3 separate regions of the Mus musculus genome follow, and all the other regions are linked to region 2. The links are chromatin contacts, called in public ChIA-PET and HiChIP or PLAC-seq maps. All regions are on one chromosome and are shown on one strand. Each heading gives the region's core, a stretch centred on a gene start, on an enhancer-like site or on the middle of the called end of the contact. The rest is flanking DNA. Distances are from core to core; before and after follow the strand shown.

Region 1 (4,264 bases), core at 840-3,339, 130 kb after region 2:
TTTTTTTTTTCGTTTTGTTTTTTTGTCCTGAAATGAATTGTACGCAAAATGTATAGCAGTTGCTGTAACAGGTAACAGTCAAGTGCTAGGCCACAGGCCACAGTGGTCACCTCCCCTCCTGTGGCCCATGACTTGGAGGCTCTCTGTATTCTCAACTGGCAGAGTGCAAGAAGCTCTGACTGCATTTTGATTCCAGAAGAAGGGGAAAATCTACTTAAATTCAAAGTACTCGTTTATGGCAAAAAACATATTTGAAACTCTCTTCTAGAAAATCAAAGAGAAATAAAGGAGGAAATCCCCTTAAAACTTTTATTCAAGAAAAGAAAGGCTATGTCTCATCTTCATGAATGACAGGATAAGAAATGCAGGCGAAGTGCTGGTGAGGACACTTTGAGCTCAGTTATCAGTGTTTACATTGTCAGTGTAAGAGCACTGGCTAGCTTCTTCTTGACTGCTACCTACTGCTGTGTGCTTAAAAGAGCTTTCCCACCCGGGGCTGCTCTTTCTCAGGCTGCTTCGCGGTTGCTGTGGATGGAGAACCACACCCTTTTATGATCAGATAAACCAAAAATATGATGATGAACAGGGGAAAATAAGACTTCTATGTTCATAAGCTGTTGTTTTTAAAACTACAGAAGACATTAAACGCCTAAAAGGAAAACAACTGACTTTTGGGTTTGTCTTTTTAGTGAAACTGTAGCATTCTAAATAATTATTACTCCTCACGTTACTTTTCACTGGGTTAAAGTTTGCAGCATCTAAGTGTTCTTATAAGGAAGACTCATATCTCTCTGCCTTTCTCCGTTTCCCCCCTCCTCTGTCTCTGTCTTTCTGTCTGTCTTCTGTCTGTCTGTTGGTCTGTCTGCCTCTCTGTGTATGTGTCTGTGTATGTGTGTGGTGTGTCTGTTTGTGTCTTAGTGTGTGCGCATGTGTGCCTGTTTGTGTATGTAGTGTGTCTGTGTCTGCCTGCCTGCCTGCCTGTCTGTCTGTCTGTTATGTCTTTCTGTCTGTCTGTTTCTCTGTGTGTGTTTCTGTGCTCTCTCCCACCACCCCCGATGGTGTCTGTCTGTCTTTTTCTCTCTTTGTGGTTCTCTGTGTGCTTCTCTCTGTTTCTCTCTCTAACTGTCTCTGGGTCTCTCGCTGTCTCTGTCTCTCTGTCTCTGCCTGTCTGTCTCTGTCTTTGTCTGTCTGTCTGTCTCTGTGTGTGTGTGCCACCACCCTCTTTCCTTTCTGTTTTGTTTTTGTTTGTTTGTTTGTTTGTTTGTTTGTTTTTTAAGACAAGGTCTCATACAGGTCAGGCTACCTTTTAAATGATTATGGAGCTGAAAGTGACATTAGACTTGTGATCTTCCTGCCTCTATTTCTCAAGTGCTAAGATTACCTTAGTACTTGCTACCACCGTTCCTGGATATGTTTGAACTTCGAATGACCCTATCAGTTAGTTTGTATATACTAGTGTGCTAAGTCTTCCCATAAGCTATGCAAGGAGTAATCTACATAACATATCTGATGGTCCTATAAGTATCCAGTCCCTGCCCCTAAGCCAGTGGCTACCCCAGAGTTCCTGCTGTACAGACATTTTTCAAGATCTTATTGGTACTAGATTTTTTTGTTTTTATGAAGATTTTTAGCATTCCCTCTTCACCAGCCCCTCCACCAGCACCACATGACAAGCCTTTAGAGAATCAGTTCTCAGTCTGTGGGTCGCCACCTCCTAAGTATCACATACCAGATAGTTGCAATATGGTTCATAACACAGGCAAAATTACAGTTATGAAATAGCAACAAAACAATTTTATGGTTGTGGGGTAACCACAACATGAGGAACTGTATTCAAGGGTTGCGGCATTAAGAAGGCTAAAAAACACTGGCAGAACTTCATCTCTGCATTCTTCTGGATACCTGCTACCTGATCGGTTGCCGCCTGCCCAGCATGGCTGCCAGAACTGCCCTTCCCACGGCACTCTGATAACTTCATTGCTCTGCTTAAAAGCCTCCGGTGGTTTGGTTCAAGTTCACCAGAATGGGTAGTAGGTGTGACAAGATGTTTAATCACTACCCACTCTTGGGTAACATGTGGGAGGAAGTAGCCAGAACCTCATTTCATTGCTTCTAAACCTCAAGTAGTTTCTCTTGGTAACCTCAACATACTACCTAGCCGTCGCCTTCTTAAAACACAGGCTGCAGTTAAACGGTTCCCAGGCGCTGCTGAGATACATGTGTGCCTCCTGAAACCCGGCAAGCATAGGAAAACCATGGAGGGATATTCGAGGTCTTCTGTAGGTTTCTGGAGAGCAGCTCCATAGGCATGTTTTATTTTCAAGGCAATTCTGCTAAATAGTTGGGAGAAACAGACCATTGGCTGTATTCACCCCAATCTGTTCTATATTTACCACCTCAGCAGTTTCCAGGGCACCTTTCATTCTAGCCCAGCAGAGCGTTTGGCGCTCTCTCAGCATCCCACTTGGCTCTTCACTCCTGGGTTTGGGTAGCATTATCTTCCCTAGCTGGTTCTTCTTCAGTTGAGCTTCCCTGGTGGTGCATCCTCTATGACTTGCTGAAATGTATCTTTAAGTTCGCTGCTATCACTGGGCTCTCTCACGTCAGAGTGGGATGCCACTGTGGATCTGCACGGTGTACCCCTACATCTCTCAGTTCCCAATTATAATCCCACTTCTCTGTGAACTTTTCCTATCCCTCCCAGGAGTTACAAAACTGATTTTATTTTAAGTGAAGTAAAGTAGACACAAAGAACAAATATTGCATGATGCCACTTATATAAGTGGAAATGGAATGTCAGTTACCAGAAAGTGGAAGTCATGGGTAATTTGGAGGTGCTTCCCCGTGGGTACACACTTTTAATGTCGCATGCTAAAAATTCACTAATATTATTTGATATTGACAGTAGCACAATGTAAATGAATTGTGTTTTATATTAATGAATTGTACTCTTCATAAGTGGCTAAATATTCTTATCTAGCCAGGTATTCTGGCACACATCAGTAATGTTAGCACTCAGGAATACCAAGTACAAAGATTTGAGGTTTCTGTAACGCTACACAATGAGATCCTGTCTGGAAATGGCAGAAACATTTGATGTATTCCTGGTTTATATAGGATTTTTGAGGCGGCTCCTTTGTGTGCATGGGTATATGCATCCTACGACAGCTTTATGCATATGGTGTCCAAAGACAAATATAAACGAGGTAAGTTGATGCTGACCTCAATTTTGTCTATAGAGAACTTTGATGTGTTGTGCTAACTCTAAATCCTCATTTTATCAGCACTGTCAAGCAGGATTCATCAGAAGAAATGTGTGGCTTCTAATTGACTTTCAAAGAATATGATGGAGCTGCGTTCCTCTCTCTTTTCCAATCCTTCTCCTTATAACTTCCTGCCCACCAAGGTGTTTCTTCCTAACTTTATCTCTTACCTCACTCAATGTACACTGCAGGGCATTACCGTATGGATTTTCTCAAGGACACCCTTTAATCCTACTTCACAAAGTTTCCTCTTCCCCCAACATCTGAGGACATCTTGCCAGGCAATGACCTTGTCTCTTCCATTCCATGGCTGGGAACTTCAGCTTCGCTTTACACAGCCAAGGCTAATCCAACCCCCTGTGTTCTGCTTCTCTTTCTCTCTTGCTTTCCATGGGACCAAAATCCATCAGCCATCTCTTTTCATGCTTCTGTCCTGTCTTTAGCTTCCCCACCTGAGCATATAAACAAGCTCAAGTGATTAAAAGCAAGTGCGTTTTAAAAAGCGTGTACCCTGAATTTCTCCTTCTGCTTAAACTTTGATGAACAAACAACTGATGCTTGCTTGATCCTTTTTTCCTGGTTCCTCTAGACCAATGGTTCTTACCCGGGGGGGGGGGGGGCGTGACCCCTTTGTGCTAGCATATCAATATCCTGCACATCCAATATTTACATGATGATTCATAAAAGTAGCAATATTACAGTTACAAAATAGCAACCAAAATAATTTTATGGTTAGGGGCCACCACAACATGAGGAACTGTATTAAAGGGTCACAGCATTAGGAAGGTGGAGAACCAGTGCTCTAGACTGTCAGCGGCCATGACGGTATGAGCATTAGTAGCTTGTGACTGCACAGGGAACCAGATTCAACAGATCATTTTCATTCTTTACTTATGTAATGTGCAAGTTTGAAGCCAGTGGCTTTTAAAATCTTTCTTTCCCAGGTTCTTAAGGCATCACTTTTATCACACTATTATAATTCCATTCGCAGCTACCAGTGG
Region 2 (4,105 bases), core at 837-3,336:
GGGTACTGGTTAGTTCATATTGTTGTTCCACATATAGGGTTGCAGTTCCCTTTAGCTCCTTGGGTACTTTCTCTAGCTCCTCCATTGGGGTCCGTGTGACCCATCCAATAGCTGACTGTGAGCATCCACTTCTGTGTTTGCTAGGCCCCGGCATAGTCTCACAAGAGACAGCTATATCTAGGTCCTTACAGCAAAATCTTGCTAGTGTATGCAATGGTGTCAGCGTTTGGAAGCTGATTATGGGATGGATCCCTGGATATGGCAATCACTAGATGGTCCATCCTTTCGTCACAGCTCCAAATTTTGTCTCTGTAACTCCTTCCATGGGTGTTTTGTTCCCATTTCTAGGAAGGGGCAAAGTGTCCACACTTTGGTCTTGCCATTTTTTTTTTAACTTTTAGAAATGTGATCATCTAAATTTTTAAGTAAATTAGGGACAATCTGATAGCCTTACGTCCTCACCCTAGGCAGTGAGCTAGCTCACCATGTTCGACTTTACAGGAATTCTCTATGTCATGTTACTTCCCCTGACGAGTAATTAGTATAAAGGTCGCACTGGCTTAGGAAGACTCCAGAAGGCTAAGTTAACACATCTGTTAGCTTGAGACTTGTCGGACACAGCACTGTGGTGGCTGATAGCCAGCAGCTACGGAAACCAACAGAAGTGTCAACTCCTGGAAAGAGCAGATTTTAGTTTTTATTGGAAAAGCTATGGCTTCAAAAAGACAACTAATCTCTCTCCTGCATAGGTGAGGGTGCAGTCCCACTCAGGAGATGATGAACTGAAGAGTAGTAAGACTGCCAGGCTCCTGGCTGGGGATGGGGAAAGGGAGCCCAGGGTACCGTGGGGTAGGGCGAGACTGAGGGGCACAGAGCCCAGAAGAACCATGTGAGTAATTTATGAACTCCAAGGATCACCTTCAACTCATTAATGCTTTGATGTTGATCCTACTTAGCAAACTAAAAAAGCCCTATCCAACTCCCCAAGTTCCAGACTAAGTAGAACAAACTACACGGGGCCAGACCTGCGGTCTTTGACCAGTGTACAGAAGGGACAGACAAGCACTCACACCCTGCCCTTCACCACGTTGCTTGCTTCTGAGAACAGAACGGCTGACTTCACCACAGAGTTTTAGAGGACTTAGGACCTAATATATGATATCCAGAACGTCCAGTTTAAATCCCAGGGGAGTTGAACAAGTGCTGTAACCACGTGAGCTTTGGAGTAAGCTAATAAAGATCTTGATGTAGCCACTATGAAAACACACAACTGCACAGTAACAAATAACCCTGCAACAAAGACTAATGAAAGAAATTGGAGACTAGGGCTGAGCTTGCTCTGTGGCTAACAGCTACTGTTCTTCAAGAGAACCCAGGACTGGTTCCTATAGGATGGCTTCAGAGTGGTTTGTAACTCCAGTTCTAGCAGATCTGACATCCTTTTCTGTCCCTGTGGTCTCCTACAGATAACTCACATAATAGCACATGTATGCACATCAAAATTTTATTTTTTAAAAAAGATGAAAATTCAGGACAATAAGAAAAAATTTAAAAGCATATCAAATGAACTCAATAGCAGTATAGAAGAAGCAAGAGTCAATAACCGTGAAGACAGATCAGGAAAAGTTACCCATTCAGAACACAAAAACCATTTCAAGAAAGAAACTACAGAAACAGAACACAGCTCAGCGACTGTGGGATAAGCAATGTCCGACACTCCTATTCTCAGATTCATCAGAGATCAAGAAAGAGGATAAAGCATTCAGTGCAAAAGAGATATTTGAAGAATGGCTGTATTCTTCCCACATGGGATAAACTCCAGACTATCCACACCATATGGAAGACTTGCAGTCAAACTCCCACGGGCCTCACTGCAGTGCCAGTAAAGTTCTGCTATCATGTACGGGAAAAGTGGAGGAGCTAGAAAGCAAACAGCTTCAAAAAGAAGCGAAGGAAGCACACTACCTCTTTTTAACATTTGCCCCAAAACTAAAAAGGTCAAAAGGGTGGGGCGCTGTGCCACCTGTCTCCAAAAGGCAATGAGCATACAGGAACTGAGTTGAAGTTGCATTTTACTACAATCTGTGATCTGAGAGGGTGGCAAATGACATCCTTTATAAACAACCTTACATCTAGTCTTCCGCTAGCAGTGTTTGGGGAGAGCGAGACAGAGGCAGTCAATCTCTCCAGAGCTGACCTGTAAGAGACGAACAATGAGAACTCACGTGTGATACTGTGAGAACGCAGAAAGAAAAGGCCAGTTTGGAGGTCATTTGGGCAGTGTTGAGTCACTCTCGTCATTGCTCAAGTAGGCAATGTAAAGAAGGGGGTGGTTCTATTTGGCTTACACGGTGTGGTGGCGCTGTGGCAGAACCAGCTCCTTGTCCTTGGCGGCATGGGGTGGGTTGCTCACCTATTGGTGGATGGGAAAAAGAGAGGAAGATGCTGGTGTTGGAGTATTCGCTTTCTCCTTTCCCCATCGTTGTTTGGTCTTGACCTCAGGTTTACGGTACTGTCCCTATTGAGGATAGGGTTCCCTCCTTCAGTGGATCTTTTGTAAATACCCTCAATACACTCAACATGGATTTAACATTTGACCACACATCCAATGCTCTAGGAATTCCTTTATGCAACCAGACTGATCTTCACAATGAAAGATATATTAATTTTTCAGCACTGCATAAATGCATACAATGTATTTGAGCAACTTTGGCTCCCGCTCTGCACCTTCAGCTCCGGTGGACATTCACCACAACCCTTCCCAGCTTGCCTTCTGTTTGCCTCTTATAACCAGAGTCTGATTTGTATGTCGTTCCTACTGGAGCATGGGCAACCCACCAGGAACTACACTCCTAGACAAACTCAGTCTCCCTCCTCTGGTCGGCCATGGCTATCCGATCACTCTTAAGCTGGGGTGAGGCTCATCTGCTCCTCTCTGGTCCATGCTGGAAGGTTGACCACAGCCACCACAAACTCAGAGGTTCAGTGCTTATGTCTAAAAGACAGTTTCACTCTGATCCTTTCCTATCTCTGGCTCTTTGAATAATGTTTTTGTTCCCTCTTTCTCTACGTTCCCTGAGCCTTGGCAGGGTGGTTGTATAATACAGATGTCCCATGTATGGCTGAGAGCTCCACACATACGTGTCTTCGCACTTTGGCCAGTGGCGAATCTCTGTATTAACCATGCACTACACAAGGACTTTTGTCTGAGGAGACCTGAGAGTTACACTTGCCTGTGGGTATAGAAATAGCTACTTAGAATGTACTTTGATATTGTACCTATTTAGCAAATAGTGGCAGATTCACTCCTGGGATGTATGAGCTCTCCAGATCGGTTTCTCCTGTGGAGCAGGCCTTAAATCCAGTCAGAAAGTGATTGGTTAGCCCTATAATATTCATGTCACTATTGCACCAACAAACATATCTCGCTAGGCCAGTAAACAGGTAGTTTCCTTCAGAAGTAAATGTATTACTATCATCTGAACCAGAAATCCCATTCTTGGGTATCTCTTCTAGAACAACCACACAAAAGCTTCGATGTGAATGCTTTAGCAATTATCATGACTACTGCAGTCTCTCCATGCGGAGACCTCTACTAACCAGTAAAAAAGGGACACACTCTTGATACCTGGGACAGTCTGCATGAATATCCAGAACACCGAGCTTATGGAAGCCAGTCTCATATTTTTGACCTTCTCAAAAAGGCAAAGCTCTTGAAGAAGAATAGATCACTGGTTTCCAACAGTTAGGGCAACGGGCAAAGGGACAGAGAGAAGGAATTCTTGGTGACAGCAGTGTTACTATCAAGGCGATTCACTGAATCTTTCTGTTGATACATTGACACCTAGCTATGGGCAACAGCATGGTAAAATCCGTGCCTAACACACACAAGGCCAAAGCTGTGTGATCTAACTTCCTTTACCCCGGCACTGCAAGAGCCAAAGCAAATCGAGACCAAACTTCAAGACAGCCAAAGCCAATAAAGAGCTCAACTGCTAAAGAAACACCAAATGTGCACTCCTTTCTCCGGTCTCTGTCTCAACCCTGGGACTCCAGCACTGATCATCTCTTAGTACTGGTGAAGTTTTCATTCTTTAACTCATTT
Region 3 (4,421 bases), core at 143-2,642, 240 kb after region 2:
TCTCTGAGTTTGAGGCCAGCTTAGTGTACAGAGGAAGTTCCAAGACAGCCAAGGCTACACACACACAAAAACCCTTTCTCAAAACAACAATAGCAACAACAAACAAATGAACAAACAAACACACAAATGAATAAATAAGGAGTCATGTATGCTAAAGTTTCATCAAGTAGAAAACCAAGATGTTAGACCTTTGAAAAACTAGGATTGTTGAATTTTACTTGACCTGACAGTGAAGTTTCCATCACATAGAAGAAATTCCCTGGGCAATGTGATGTTAGTGAACTTTTGTTCCCATTGTACTCCCATGCCTGCCCTGGAAGGGAAAGTAACTTTAAAATCCCCAACACCCTCTTGTTGTACAGGTGCCTGCAGCTTAAATTTTAAAACTTAAATTTTAATCTGTCTTACATGTGTGCCAGGAACCAAACTTGGGTCTTCTGGAAGACAAGCAAGTGCTGAGTTCTCTCAAGCTCCCCACTTAAGATTTTGAAAAGTGCTTGCCTATCATGTAGGAAATCTTGGTTTTAATCAACAACCTGTTGTAAACTGCCTACCACCCAAGAGGTAAAGGCAGGACGGTCAGAGTTCTGACCTGCGTGAGGCTTTGTCAACAAACAAACAAACAAACAAAGTTTAAATTTTTTCTTTTGAAATCCCCTATGGTAAAACACACACACACACACACACACACACACACACACACACACACACACACACACACACACAGGCAGGTCTATTGATATACACAATGCACACTGAATCCCTGTCTCTTTGTTCTTCTAACACTCTTATTGTTGTTTGGTTGCTTGAGAAAGACTCTCTCTCACAGGCCAGGTTGAACTTGAGCTCACTGGGTAGCTGAGGATCACCTTGAACTCCTTTTGTTTTTACCTCCCTCCTGTGCCACCCACCTAGCTTCCGCTGGCTCCTTTCACCAGGACTCTCACTCCTTCATTCTGTGTATCTTTGTGTGTTCAATCCTTTCCATGGTCTTTACTGCTGTGTAATCTTTGAGGCATTGCTTACAGACTGAGGAAGTTCTTTATCCTTGGAATCTCTTCTGCTGGGGAAAGAAAGTGAGGATTAAAAAGTTTATTGTTTGAAGTTCCCAAGCTAGTCATTGCCATGGTGGGGACTGGAATTCTGGCTTTGCTGACTTGCAAGCCGTTGTCACAAACAACACTTGGAGAACTCTGGAAGAAGATGTCAGGTGACCTGAGTTATGCTGTAATGACTCTAAACTGGAAACTTAAACATTTCGGACTGGTTTTGAAACCATGACTTGTGTCTGCTTTTCAATCCGCTGTGTTGAATGGAAGACAGAGGAACTGGGTTGGTAAGGGTCAGTCTTTGATGCCTTTTCTCTTCGCAGCGCTGACTCATGGTCTGCTGACAGCCTTTGTGATCTCAGTGTTGGTAAAGAAGGCGGGCATTGCAAGTCAGGAAACGGGAAGACTCACATCTCAGCCAGCCACTTAAAAAAACAAAAAACCAAAAAACTCAAAAGAGCTAGCAGCAGAGGTCTTCGGAGTATTTTGGTTCCAGCTATTTTCCTGTGCTAACTTAACACTTCCTCTTCTGCCCTTCGGTTTGTTTCTTGCAGCTAATTTTCCCCATTCCTTTGTGCTATTGTTTCCTTTAGAATCTACACTTCTGTTTTTCTTCTCTTTTTCATAGTCAACTTATTTTATTTCTTGCAGCCATCATTTATCTATATGACATCAAGTTTTATAGTTCTTTTGTTTAATTTTTAATTTTTGAAATTAAAGTATAATTACATTGTTTTCTCCTTTTCCTTTCCTCTCGCCAACCTCTCCCATGTGCTGCCCTTCCACTCCCTCAAATTCACGGTCTCTGGCTCTTTCTCTTTAATTGTTGACACATACATATGTACATATCCATATACTTCTAAATATACAAACACAATCTGCTTAGTCTGTATAATGTATGTATATGATTTTAGGGCTGAGCACGTTTTAAAAATGACACCTCTTGCTATGTAGTCCTAGCTGATGTTAGGCAGCTTCTGATGTGCAGTTAATTCACTATAATATTATATAGTTGGGTCACTTGGCTATTCAAGCACATTCTGACTTAATATTAATGCAAAGGTATAGGATAATTCATGCCTTTCTGCACTAAGAATAACTGTTTATGGGGAAATTAAACTAGAGGACAGATCACTCAAAACCTGTGCAAGTTTTGTAATTTGAAATCTCAAACCCTGTTAATGACATGAAATACTGAAATATGTTGAATCCTTAAATCATGAATCCTGTAGTAAGTTTAGACTTTTCCTTTGGTGGTGGTGGGAAGGTGGGGTGGGGGGGAAAGGATCAGGAAGAGTCGTGAAATAAGCACTCTAATGGAGTAGTAGCTAAATGAGACAAGAGGAAATTTAAGGAAATTGTCATCATACACCATCCCCATGCTTTGTTATTGTCTTAATCAGGGTTTCTATCCCTGCACAAACATCATGACCAAGAAGCAAGTTGGGGAGGAAAAGGTTTATTCAGCTTACACTTCCACATTGCTACTTACCACCAAAGGAAGTCAGGACTGGAACTCAAGCAGGTCAGGAAGCAGGAGCTGATGCAGAAGCCATGGAGGGATGTTCTTTACTGGTTTGCTTCCCCTGGCTTGCTCAGCTTGCTTTCTTACAGAACCCAAGACTACCAGCCCAGGGATGGCACCACCCACAATGGGACCTCCTCCCCTGATCACTAATTGAGAAAATGCCTTACGGCTGGATCTCATGGAGGCATTTCTTCAAGGGAGCTCCTTTCTCTGTGATAACTCCAGCTTGAGTCAAGTTGACACACAAAACCAGTCAGTACAGTTATATGACCACAGTTGCCTGCAAGTGTGAAACATATCATGTTAGGAAAAGTTGGAAGTGAACCCATATGATTTCTCAGGGTATTAACATGATTCCCTTGGTCACCTGTTAAGTGTGAGCTGACTCTGGCTTTTGTCTCCACTGAATACTGGGATCCTGAACAGGACACCACACCCTGCTTTGTTGTTGCTACGGTTGTTCTGTGAGGTTTCGCTAAAAGTTCATCAGTGGGTTAGAGGAAAAACTGGAGATTTTGTTTTAGCCTCTCACTTGGAGTGTGGGGACACATATCTATATGTATGGTTATGTACATGCATATCTATGGAAATTAGTAAAGGGACAAATGTAGAGCTATGTTGACAATAATTAACTGACTATTATGAGACAGGTAATAGAAAGGATTTGAATATTCCCAACCCAAAGAAAAGATGCAAATTAAAGATGATGATCTGGCTGTAGCATGCTGTGTGCATGTATTGAAATGATACTGCACATGGGGGGGGTGTTGAATGAGAAATGTATCCTATTAGGTCCTTTAGGTACTGGGAAACTTGATCCCAATGTGATGGTGTCGGCTGGGGAGGCGATGGAGCCTTCCTGTAGGGAAGTGCATCACTGGAGGTGGAGTGTGGGAATTCCTAGTTTTCAGTTCACTCACTCTGATTCACAGTTGCTGTTGAAGACATGACCTCTCAGGTTCCTGCTGCCATGCCTCCCTGCCAGGAACATCACCCCACAAATCAGAAGGATCACTGTGTGCCAATTAAACAAACACTTTTTTAAAAAAAAGAATGCCTAGTTATTTATGATGAGCCACTTCTCCACATTCTCTTGAATACAAATGGATTTTTCTATTAGGTTGAAAATGATGATTCACAGTGGTTATAGATTAATGTGGAGGAATAAAAGGGGAGTCCACAGTAGCAAGTTAAACTACACTGGAGTGCATGTTAGCTCTTTCATCTCCCGGACACACCCAGCACTGGTTTCCTGGGCTGGTTTGTCTTTAAGAGAGAGCAGGGAAGATTCTTTTAGGGCTTCCAGGCTCATAACAAAGGAAAACCTGATCCAGTTCCTTTTTCAGGGGAAGGAGGGTAGATCCTTCTGTTTGGAAGAGGCTGGGGTTAGTTCCTTAAATGTTTCTGTTATTTTTAGATCTTATTTTTCTTTCTTTCTTTTTTTTTCTACTCTCAGTTTCCATGACATTCAGCAAGTATCACTAAAGGTATCACAGACTCCTTGAAGATACAGCCCCTTCTAATCCATTTTAATCTTTGTGTGACAGTAACAACAGTTTCTATTCTATTCTATTCTATTCTATTCTATTCTATTCTATTCTATTCTATTCTATTCTATTCTATTCTATTCTATTCTATTCTATTCATTCTTACCTCTTTTCTTCTTGTCCTGTCTCTTCTCTTCTCTTCTCTTCTCTTCTCTTCTCTTCTCTTCTCTTCTCTTCTCTTCTCTTCTCTTCTCTTCTCTTCTCTTCTCTGACAGGGTCTTAGGTCATTTGGCCTTGAACTCCACTTGTAACAGGATGAACTTAAACTGATTATGTTTTTACCTCCCAGGAACTGGT

The links. ChIA-PET counts read pairs in DNA pulled down with a chosen protein or histone mark. HiChIP or PLAC-seq counts read pairs in DNA pulled down with a chosen protein or histone mark.
Region 1: a contact with region 2 is called in an H3K27ac HiChIP or PLAC-seq map of regulatory T cells, with 6 times the contacts expected there. The contact joins two enhancer-like sites. A contact is called at or near these places in 8 of 484 Hi-C or Micro-C datasets (CD4 T cells, CD8 T cells, Th1 cells and 1 more), 10 of 115 datasets of contacts at active chromatin or transcription factors (CD4 T cells, CD8 T cells, Th17 cells and 6 more) and 1 of 9 other capture datasets (liver).
Region 3: an RNA polymerase II ChIA-PET map of effector CD8 T cells shows a contact between it and region 2, with 5 times the contacts expected there. The contact joins two enhancer-like sites. A contact is called at or near these places in 3 of 484 Hi-C or Micro-C datasets (CD8 T cells, hematopoietic stem and progenitor cells and liver), 20 of 115 datasets of contacts at active chromatin or transcription factors (the 230-238 cell line, CD4 T cells, CD4 single positive thymocytes and 10 more) and 2 of 9 other capture datasets (adipose tissue and liver).

Annotation. Positions count from the first base shown.
Region 1 is chr3:115,797,301-115,801,564 of GRCm38.p6, reverse strand. No RefSeq gene overlaps it. Among named protein-coding and RNA genes, the nearest start is that of S1pr1, 84 kb to the right of the region's middle. Within about 2 kb of position 2,089, at least 63 of the 459 cell types and tissues checked have an H3K27ac peak or open chromatin away from gene starts, as enhancers often do. A contact at or near this core is called in CD8 T cells, Th1 cells, memory CD8 T cells and 3 more, where this site is marked.
Region 2 is chr3:115,931,747-115,935,851 of GRCm38.p6, reverse strand. It overlaps a transcript of Dph5 not described here. Among named protein-coding and RNA genes, the nearest start is that of Dph5, 46 kb to the right of the region's middle. Within about 2 kb of position 2,086, at least 27 of the 459 cell types and tissues checked have an H3K27ac peak or open chromatin away from gene starts, as enhancers often do. A contact at or near this core is called in CD8 T cells, Th1 cells, effector CD8 T cells and 4 more, where this site is marked.
Region 3 is chr3:115,686,577-115,690,997 of GRCm38.p6, reverse strand. No RefSeq gene overlaps it. Among named protein-coding and RNA genes, the nearest start is that of S1pr1, 26 kb to the left of the region's middle. Within about 2 kb of position 1,392, at least 141 of the 459 cell types and tissues checked have an H3K27ac peak or open chromatin away from gene starts, as enhancers often do. A contact at or near this core is called in CD8 T cells and effector CD8 T cells, where this site is marked.